2 separate regions of the Oryctolagus cuniculus genome follow, and region 2 is linked to region 1. Evidence: chromatin contacts called from public Hi-C data. All regions are on one chromosome and are shown on one strand. Each heading gives the region's core, a stretch centred on a gene start, on an enhancer-like site or on the middle of the called end of the contact. The rest is flanking DNA. Distances are from core to core; before and after follow the strand shown.

Region 1 (5,541 bases), core at 775-3,274:
GGAGTTTCTTGTAGAGTTCCAGCTTGTGGGGATGACACAGTTTGGGTTCCACTCCTGAGCCTTACCTTGGGCCCCTTCCCTGTTCTGTGGCTGAATCCCTGCCCCTTGCATGCTCTTGAGGGGCAGAAGTGCAGACTTTATGGCAATGTCTCTGGGTCTGTATGGCTCTAGCCTTGCTGCTGGTCCTGTTTGAGTCCAATACCCTGATTGGGCCTGTATTCCTCTCTCCGTAATTTCCTGTATGAGGCCTTGCTGCTGGATTGCCTTCTTGGAGTTCCAGGCTTTTGCTGTCTGAACTTTTGCCATCCTCTGCTGGCTTCCCAGACTACAGCCCTACTCAGCATCCCAGCCTGCAGCCCCCAACCAGAAACTCAGGCTTCTGTCCTAAACCTGTTGGTTGTGTACTTTCTGCTGCAGCGGATGGGGGTGGGGAAGGACACCTCAAGTACCCTCACCTGCAAGCTTCTAAAGACTTAAGAAGATGAAGTGCCAGTATGTTGTGGTGCCAAAAGATAAGAGATAGGGAGGAGGAACCTGAAGGTGGGTCAGGAAACCTGAGTTGGCTGTGGAGGGGGTGTCAAGAAAGACCATGCAGAGGAGGGATAAGAGTTAGAAGGAAAAGCTGGTGGGCACTGCACAGGAAGACAGAGAGATGAGAGTGAGTTTGCTGGCAGGCCTTGCTAAATGGCTTATGGCAGAAGTGCTGGGGAAAGCAAGTTCAGAACGAATGGGCAGGTCGGGCTTAGGAAATCCTCCAGCATTTGTTCTCAGTCAAGATTTTCTGCCCCCAGGTGACAACTGGCAATAGCAGGAGGTTGTCTTAGTTAGTTAGGGGCAGGAGACTCATGATGTCCAGTGAGCAGAGGCCAGGGCTGCTGCGCAACACCACCTGGTGCTCAGGACAGTCCCCCAAGAAAGAATTGCCTAGCCCAAGATGTCAGTAGTGCCATGGCTGAATCTCTGTGAAGAGAGAAATATTGGGACAGTTGCTAGGAAGTGCTAGGGAGCAGGGAGGGGACAAGTTAGTGGTGATGACATGAAGGTTTTGGTTTTTTTTTTTTTTTTTTTTTTTGACAGGCAGAGTCATAGACAGTGAGAGAGAGAGAGAGAGACAGAGAGAAAGGTTTTCCCTCTGTTGATTCACTCCCCAAATAGCCGCTACAGCCAGCACTGCGCTGATCCAAAGCCAGGAGCCAGGTGCTTCTTCCTGGTCTCCCATGCGGGTGCAGGAGCCCAAGCACTTGGGCCATCCTCCACTGCCCTCCCGGGCCACAGCAGAGAGCTAGACTGGAAGAGGAGCAAGCGGAACTAGAACCTGACACTCATTTGGGATGCCGCTGCCGCAGGCGGAGGATTAACCAAGTGAGCACAGCACTGGCCTGAAGGTTTTAGAGTGGGGAAGAAGGCAGTGAGGGAGGGGACAAATAAGAGGAGCGTGGGAGACAGGTGAGGGAGGGAGGTTTGTCAAGTCTCTTGTCTGTGAAGACCCCCACTGACACACCTGGCAGCTCCTTGAGCAAAGTGGGAAGATGCATAGAGTTTGGGATGCCTGTCTGGCTGTGCTCCCTGGCCTGCATCAGCTCAGATTGTTCTACCCCCAGACACTAAGCCCAGTGCCGTCAAGAGCTGCTGAGGTTTCTGCTGTGCTGGAAGTTAAGCTGTGTGCCTGCTCCTGGGACTGCCGAACTCTGGGGTGTGGCAGTTTAGTTCTGTGCTGAATTGAAGAGAAGCCCATCCGCTCCACCGTAGGGGTTTTGTCAGGCTCTGGGTTAGCTGCACGGAGGAGACTCCTTTCCCAGCCTCCAGGAACGGCCGCAGACCACATGATGGGAGAGGCACAGCAAATTCAGAGCTCGCCTGCAATTGTGGCGTGGAGGCTGGCTCCAGAGGAAGCCCTCCCATGTCCACCCAGCCCCAGGGCTAATTTGTTGGTCTTGTGGAACAAGCAGTAAAGGGATCAGAATCAAACAAGCTCATTTTAAGCAATGAGGTTGTGTCTAAAGATACTTGCTTCAGAAGGTACAGAAGATGCTTCACAGCTAACGTATTTTTAGGCTCTTCAAAAATAGCCTCCTCTGGTTGGGTGACATTCCAGCCCCAATCTGTAAATGTGTTTGCTGTTGTTCCTGAATTAACTTTGAAGCCGGCTTCTGTTTAGCAAGCCCCAGCCAGTGAAGAAGCTTGTGCTTGCCATAGGCCTGAGCCGAGTTCACCTGCCAGGAAGGCATAGCCACCTGCAGTGTGGTGACCGGGCAGCCCCTGCTGTGTGGGTCCTGTTTGGGGACAGGCAAATTGAAGTCTGTGTTTCAGTTTTTTGACTTGAGGTTTCCCAGAGGAGGCTTTTTTTCTTTCTTTCTTTCATTTCCCTCTCTTTCCAAGGCCAGTGTCAAGTAACAGTGCCTGGCTCTCATGGATTTGGGATGGCCTGAAGTCCGGATGGGTAGCACAGTCTTGGCATGTGACCCTGGTTGGGAACAGCTGAGTACAGTGTGGATTGTCAGAGGTTCCTTGTTTGTTGGCTTTTTTTTTAAAAAAAGGAAGAAATCAAGACTCATGTTGCCAAAAGATGATTGTAACCATCTGTCTGACTATATGTATTTTTAAAATTTTACCAACTGTTCATGTTCTTGAGTGACCACTTCCACATCAGCACATGATAGTGGCAGTTAGGAGCTTTGTTTTTATGATTTCTTTTCTTTCCTGACTCTCCATTGGTTCCAGTTACTTTCAACAAGGAGAGAATTTGAATCAGAAATTGAACTGGAGGAATTATCTGTTGTGATCTAGTTTTCTTTGCAGCAAACTTGAATGCTTGGCATTTTTTAAAATTGTTTAAAAATGTGTTTCACTGGACTGTGGCAAACAATTTTTTTTTTTAGAGATTTATTTATTTACTTGAAAGTCAGAGCTACACAGAGAGAGAAGGAGAGGCAGAGAGAGAGAGAGAGGAGAGAGAGAGAGAGAGAGGTAGGTCCTCCATCCGCTGGTTCACTCCTCAGTTGGCCAGAATGGCCGAAGCTGCGCCGATCCGGAGCCAGGAGCTAGGAGCTTCCTCCGGGTCTCCCACACATGTGGAAGGGCCCAAGGACTTGGGCCATCTTCTGCTGCTTTCCCAGGCCATAGCAGAGAGCTGGATTGGAAGTGGAGCAGCCGGGACTCAAACAGGCGCCCATATGGGATGCCAGCACTGTAGGCAGCAGCCTTACCTGCTACACCACAGCATCGGCCCCGGCAAACAGTTTTGTTATGCAGAAGACAGTGGGCAGAGCAGTAGAACACAGAACATGAATTTCTTTGGCGGATTAGTGGTCAGACTACATGCACCCGAAGTATCTTGTTGAGTTAGCTGTGCACTCCAAGGATGCAGAGTTACTTTATCACAGTCATTGTTTGTTGAAAGAGTGAACAAATGAAAGCTACTTCATTGATTGGTGAAGATAGACAACAAGCAAACCATTGGTAACAGTGCAGCACAACAATGAGTGATAAAATTATTTACCTGGAGCACAAAGAATGAGCATCAAAATGAGGTGAGGGGCCAGCACCATGGCATAGCAGGTAAAGCTGCCTCCTGCAGTGCCAGCATCCTGTATAGGTGCTGTTTTGAGTCCCAGCTGCTCCACTTCCAATCCAGCTCTCTGCTATGGCCTAAGAAAGCATTGAGGATGGCCCAAGTCCTTGGGCCCCTGCACTTGTGAGGGAGACCCAGAAGAAGCTATTGGCTCCTGGCTTCGGATCGGCGCAGCTCCAGCCATTGAGGCCATCTGGGGAGTGAACCAGCAGATGGAAGGCCTATCTCTCTCTGCCCCTGACTTTCAAATAAATAAATCTTTAAAAAAAAAATGAGGTGAGGAGAAGGTCAGAAAAATAATTCTACAAAGTTATTAGTTGCACTGAGGTTTGAGCATTTGTTGGGGAATTTGGTCTCCTAGCGGGAGATCACCCAGTGTAGAGATAGAAAATAGCGTGGTGGATTTAGATTTATTGGATGTGGTACATTGGAGACATTGGAGTGAATGTTGCATGCCGCTGCCTGTCAGGGCCATCAAGAGAAGGTGAGCAGGGGCCCAAGTTGGCTTGTGAAAGCTGTAGAGGACAACAGCTTGTGGCCATAGGCTGCGGGCTGGGAGGAGAGGTGGCCAGTAACTAGATAGTTACCAATCAGGGGAGCTGGAGTAAAGATTCTAAGAGGTAGAATCAGTTTAACTGTGTTTTGGGGACATGTAGGCTGAATTTCCATAGGATGATTGGATTACCCAGTTGGGTAGACTGTGCTGCCACTTGTCAGGATGTGACTGTGTGAGAAGAAACAGGTGTTTTAGGGAGATTAGGCTTGTCATGTTGACTTTGAGCCATCTATAAAGCATCCAATGAAGATGCCCAAGGGACCGTTGAATACAGGGGTCTGAAAGCTGAAGTTGCCTCCTGCAGGAAGGAAGTTGTAGCCCATTTAGCTGAGATGACTGAGACAGAAGGAGAGAGAGGAATAGTGTTTGGGAAATAAATCTGGATAACAGCTCCCACTTTAGAACAATTCCTCCCTTTAGGAAAGTATGCCATGGTACTGACTATTTATTTATTTATTAAAGATTTATGTATATGAAAAAGTTACAGAGAGGGGAAGAAACAGAACTTTTGCTGGTTCATTCCCGAGATGGCTGTAATGGTCAGAGGTGGGCCAGGTGGAAGCCAGGAGCTTCATCCAGGTCTCCCACATCAGTGTTAGAGGCCCAAACACTTTGGCCATCCTCTACCACTTTTCCCAGGCCATTAGTAGGAAGCTGGATCAGAAGTGAAGTCACTGGGACACGAACTGGTGCCCATATGGGATGCTGGCGTCACAGGTGATGGCTTTACCTGTGGTGCCACAACGCCGGCCCCATGACACTGACTTTAAATGACCCATGTCCCTCGTATATTTCAGATCACGTGATCCTCTTCATCCAGCTTTGCTGTCAGATGAAGCTCTTCTCGTTTGATTTTTGTTAGCCATAGCAACAGTGATGAACTCTTAATTTGTGTACTACTTCCATCTGGCTGTCATGTGAGGCAACAGAGGATGCAACATTATTACTGACAGCATCTTGGGCCCCAAGGGGGTGAGAGGTGTTTCAAGGAAGGTAGCTCTGAGGCTCAGGATCTTGCATCTTGTGACAATGCTGTTTCGATTTAGTTATTCCTGGGTTGAGATTTGTCTCTTTCCATATCTGTAAGCATACTCCATAAGTATTTGAGGTCACTTGGTCACTTTCCCTTTTCTGTGTTATACTTGATTTTAAAAAGAATTTTATTGTCTGAATCTAAGGTATACAACATAATGTCATGATATTCCATGTACACAGTGAAATAAAATTATCCTTGCCTTTTTGAAAACCTGGAATTGGTGAATTTAGGGTGAAGACATGCCGGGAGTTTCTCCCAACATTTTAAAGCAATTTGTGCTGCAGCTGTTCCAAATTATTAATGTGGGCAAGAAAGTGTACTTTTTGGTGAGTGATGTGGAACTTTTCTGACTAGAAAAAAAATTTTATGTGCCTTAAA
Region 2 (5,050 bases), core at 1,538-4,037, 110 kb before region 1:
ATGCAGCCCCAAATACTTGAGGGTTAGGTATCCTACTTAGAATGCTTAAAATAACATGAACTTTGCTGTTTGTTAAGCAAATAGTCTTTAGGCTACAGTTTATCTTTACACTTTTTTGAGAACAGGCTCCTATACAGAAACAGAAAATCTGATTAATTCTGACACCCCAAAGTGGTGATTCTTAAACTCTGAATTGTCTCCCTGTGTGTTTATTAAAATGCAGATTCGTAAGCACTCTACCTGCCCCAGAGTCAAAGGTAGGGTTTTTTTGTGTTTGTTTTTCACTGCCCCTGGGGACTCTGATAAGCTGGTCTAGGAATCTTTTTTTTTTTTTTTTTAACACTGCTGTGAACTCCAAAAATGATTCAGTAAAATTCAACCTTATATACTGGACCTCGCTCATAATTCTTGTTTTTGTGTGGTTGGGGGTGGGGAGAGAAACTCCTGCACCCATCGGTTCACTCCTGAAGCAACAGAAGAGGCTGGGGCTGAGCCATATCTCCCTTGTGGGTGGCAAGAAACCGGTAAACATTCTGAGTCCCCGCCACTGATCTCCAAGGTCTGCACTAGTAGAAACTGGAATCAGGAGGCCAAGACAGGCATCGATCAAGCACAGGTTGTCTGATCTTGGACTCAGGTGTCTTAACTGCTAGGTCAAATGCCCTACCTCAAACACCTGCCTCAGGCTCATAATTCTTTTTAAACATTTATTTTCCAAGTGCTTGAAAGGCAGAGAGGGAGAGACAGAAAGAACTGAGATCTTCCATGTGCTAGTTCACTATTCAAACGCCAGCAACAAGTGGTGCTGCACCAGGCTGAAGCCAGAGCCCAGAACCCAATTGGGTTCTCCCATATGGGTGGCAGACACCTAAGTACTTGGACCATCACCCGCTGCCTCCTAGGGTGTGCATTAACAGGAAGCCGTATAGGAAGCCACAACTTGAACCAGGCACAATGATACAGGATGCAGGCTTTCCAAATGGAGTCTTCACTGCTGAGTGAAACACTCACCCTATGCTTGTAATTCTTTATGTGAGTCAAATTGGGGAAAATTATTAATGCTATCGACTTAAGTGACATAAAAAATTAAGGCCTTATTTTTTTGGGGGGAGGGTGCAGCTTTAGGTTTACAGAAAAACTGACAGGGAAAGTACAGTATCCATGTAGCCTGCCACCCCTTCCCCATGTCCCATATTACTGACACATTGAGTAAATTTGGCACATTCGTTACAACTGATGAGCCAATACACTGGAAAGTGACTTGAAATGACATGGCCAGGATTGCCCAACACATCGGTGGCTCATCTGATGCTGGGAACAAAGCCACACGCTCTCCTGAACAAACTCCCTGGTAATCTCTCCCGCAGAGACGTGTGCAGATTAATACCATAATGACTATAATTGTTCTGCTCCAGTATCTCAACCTAAGTGGCCACGGGACTCATTTGACTAAGCACTTCGGTTGGCGCCTGGGATCGCTGCTGTTTACCTCGGTCCCAACTTAACTTTCCTGACAGCCCGGGACACCACCTCTAGTGGCTTCGAGCCTTAAGTGTGTAAACCTGTGAAACAGAGGGATGGCCCAGCACGATAACAGCGTGAACTAGCTAACACTCTGCCTCTTTCCAAAGGCAACCGGGGGCCGCGACAGAATTACTCTGGAATGAGCTACGAGGACGCTTGAATGCCCAGGCCAGGATTACAGAAGAATGTTTCACTCATTCTGACACAGGCTGAAGATGCACACTTTAAAGCAGCAATGAGCTTCTATACTCCCGACGGAGAAGACAACATGCTTCATTCTCCTCAAGCGTCTTCAGATAACCCCCCCAAAAGCGGGCACCTAACGGGGTGGTGGCGCAGGTGCATTAAGACGGCTTGGAATGGAGTGAGGGGAGCGGCTCGGGTTTCCGAGCTGTTTTAAAGGTTGAGTGGCCGCTGGCAGGTTCCCTAGAGACAGCCTCCCACGCCCCTTCGTGGGGAAGATCCGGTCATCTTTGTCCGCAGCGCGCCGGGTACCAGTGCTTTTGTGCCAGGTGCGCGGGTGACCATACCTGGGCCGCCTCGTACCCGCGGCCTGGCCACGTCACCTTTCTCCTAACTCGTCACCCACGGGCTCTAGCTCAGCCTCGGGCCAGGCGCCATCAGGGCCCACCTTGCCGGGCTCCACCGCAGCCCAGGTGAGTCCCCGGACAGGCTCGGGGAAGCCGGACGCGGCGCCAGGCAGTCGGCTCGTTCACCTCCCCATCTGTTTCCTTTAGGTCCAGAACAAGGGTTGCTTTTTGAGGGGTGCTGCTCCTGGCCACGTCCTCTTCCAGTTTACAAAACCACACTTCCTCGCATTATGAAAAGGGGCTGCGAACCTAAGTGCAGGAGACAGAAAACTCCGCACGGGAAGCCGGCTTCCGGAAACTCTCCTCAGGCGCGTTCTCCTCAGGCGCCGGCGACGCCGCGGCGCGCGCTTCCTTCCACGGGAACCTCCGGCGTCCCGAGCCGAGTTACCCGAGGTGCGCGCTCACTCGCTCCCAGGGTTTGCGGACCCCACCCCAGCCCCGGCTAGGTGACTGTTCCGGTCTCCACCACAGCAGAGCAACCTCCCACCCACGGCCAGGTGGAGAGGTGCGAGGGGGCCCCGGCAGCCGCCCAGCCTTGAGGGCCGGAGGAGCCGGGTGGGCGGGGCCTGAGCGGGAGGCGGGGCCGGCCGAGGAGCAGCGCGGGGCGCGGTTGGCTGAAGGCCCGGGCTCCTGGAGGGGCGGGGCCTGGCGCGTGGGCGGGGCCGCGCTGCCGTCCGCGAGTCTCGGTGCGGGCGTGAGCCGCCTGAGCCCGGCGCCCGACTGCTCACCGCGGCGCGCCCGCGCGGGGAGACGGCCTCAGGCTCGCTTTGTGGCCGGCCGGAGTGCCCGGGAAGGGGGCGCGCTCGCCAGCTCCCCGACGCCCTCCCCCAGCTCGGGGCGGGGGGGAAGGAATGTGCCACCAGCTGTTCCCGGCCCGCGAGCGCTCCGTCCAGAAGTGAGAAACTCGGAGGAAGCAGAGACAAAGGCTGCGGTGGAGACGGATGAGTTAGGGACTTGGGTCTGGGCGAACAAAAGGGGGAGGACTTCGAGGACGGGGGTCTGGCCATGGCTGCGGGGCAGCCCCGCGCTCTGGCGTGGCTGGCGTCCGCGCCGTGACACGCACGGTGTCCCCGGACCTGCCGCGGCGCGGGCGAGCGTGGAGTGCCCGCCACGATGGACAACTTCTTCCCCGAGGTGAGTGCGCCCGGCCGGCCTGGGAGCCTCTCCCCCAACACACAGCCCCGAGCCTGCGGTGATGAGTAAGCGGGGCAGGTTTCGGTTCGCCCCGCGCGCCCGCAGGGGCGCTCCCCATGCGCGGGCGGCCGGTCCTTGGGGGCCCGGGTCGGGCAGTTGGCCCCCGACGCCGGGGGGCTGGAAGCCCGGGAGTGCTCCGCGGGGACGTGCCTGTCTCCGGGAAAGGTCTGCTCTGGCATTTCCTCTGCGGAACGTGCCGGCTTCCTGTGCGGGTGCGGAGCGCTCCCGAGGAGCCGGCTCGGACCTTGCGGTCCGGATCCTGCGCTCACCAGCGAGGGCTCGAGCAGGGGGTCGGGGTGACTCCAGAGAATGGGTCCCCGGATCTAGGGTTTGTGCTGTCGGCCCCTGGCAGAGTCGGAGTTCGAATTTTCAAGCAACTTCCTTTAGGGCACACGGTGGTTTTTGTAGATCACGCTGATGTTCCTTTTAGGGTGACCGAGTTATTTGAAAGTTGACTTGGGAAGTTTTTTGTTGTTTTTTTTAAATCCTGGGATCGAGAGTTGCTCTGGTTTCTTGGCTCCCTTTCCTTTCTTGGTTGTGTTTATTTAATAAATTCTGTTTAAGTTTGAGGTTTGAAGTGGCTCAAAGTAAACTTAGTTGACTTGAGGGAGACGGATGGATTTTCATGGAAAGTCAGGGGGTGGGTGCTCCGTGCATCCAGCACAGCCTTGGAATCTTCCAGCCAATCAGTTGCTGAGGGTTTGCCTCGGTGTGGACCTGCTTTATTTGACTTGATTGGAGGTAATATTTCAAGTCACTCTGCTTTCATGACATTCTCAGACAACTGCTTATGGTGGCCAATGTCATCAGTATGTTCTCATGCAGTAGCGATATTTCATTTTTCAAAGTGGTGCCTCCAGTGTTGACTGGGAAATGTACCTCCATCAGTGCTTATCCTTACTTTCTTCAGAGAAGTGCATGTAACTGTGAGCTGCTAGCATTTGTAGTCCATGGGCCTCTGTTTCCACGCATGTAAGAAGGCACTGGACTTTTTGGGAGATGGAAGTTGTCCACTTGTGAAAAACCGTCGGGCTCTCATGTTCTTTTTCATCTCTAAGTAAGCTGAGGTTCTGCCTCTAGGGTGGCTGTGCTTGGCTCCTTTAATGCTCCCAGTCCCTTAGAAAATCCGATGAGAACACAGAGTTTATATACAGAGTGTTGGGGTTCCAGTCCACTGGAAGCCTGGGGACCTCTGGGGTCTGTGGCTGCCCTGGGGAAGAGCTCTGCCCCCTAGTGCAAGTGGGGGGAACTTGAGGGCTACGGTTGCCTTTGCACAGCCCATCTGACCTCACTTTCATTCCCCTGTGGGACCTTGAAGTACTCTAGTTTTTGCACTTAGTGCGGTTCAGAGTAAGGAGACTTGGCTGTTGTATTTTATTTCAGTGATAAACATAATGTTGAAGTTATCCTTTAAGCATCATGTGCTCCATGCTCTTCGTTTTTTTGGATGAAGAATCTTAAAGCTGTTAAGACACATGCCTGAGACTGAGAGCTTGTTACAGAATCCAGAGCCCTTTTCCTTGGCTGCCGGTGGCTTTGGAATTTCTCAGAAGTTTTCATTCATTCAGGGTTGGACTTTAATCTGGTGATGTCTTGGTATTACCACGTTAATTTTCCCATCTGCCTTCTCAGTTCTACCCCTGGACATGGTCACTTTGAATAGAAAGGAAACAGGAGCAAGTCTGAGAGGCTAAACAGTGGTGTGTTAATTGGAGATGCATCCTAACATAGGTCCAATCTCT

What was found. Hi-C and Micro-C count contacts between places; a contact is called where the count stands out from the background.
Region 2: a contact with region 1 is called in a Hi-C map of skin fibroblasts, with 2.1 times the contacts expected there. The contact joins the promoter of MYO10 here to the enhancer-like site in region 1. A contact is called at or near these places in 4 of 6 Hi-C or Micro-C datasets (ear pinna, embryonic fibroblasts, skin fibroblasts and 1 more).

What each region holds. Positions count from the first base shown.
Region 1 is chr14:45,933,879-45,939,419 of mOryCun1.1, reverse strand. The region is part of intron 3 of MYO10 (myosin X); the gene reads left to right. Among named protein-coding and RNA genes, the nearest start is that of MYO10, 110 kb to the left of the region's middle. Within about 2 kb of position 2,024, at least 2 of the 8 cell types and tissues checked have an H3K27ac peak or open chromatin away from gene starts, as enhancers often do. A contact at or near this core is called in ear pinna, where this site is marked.
Region 2 is chr14:46,042,794-46,047,843 of mOryCun1.1, reverse strand. It overlaps MYO10 (myosin X), which reads left to right and starts at 2,787. Exons shown (of 39, transcript XM_070056609.1): 1 at 2,787-3,248. The coding sequence starts at 3,228.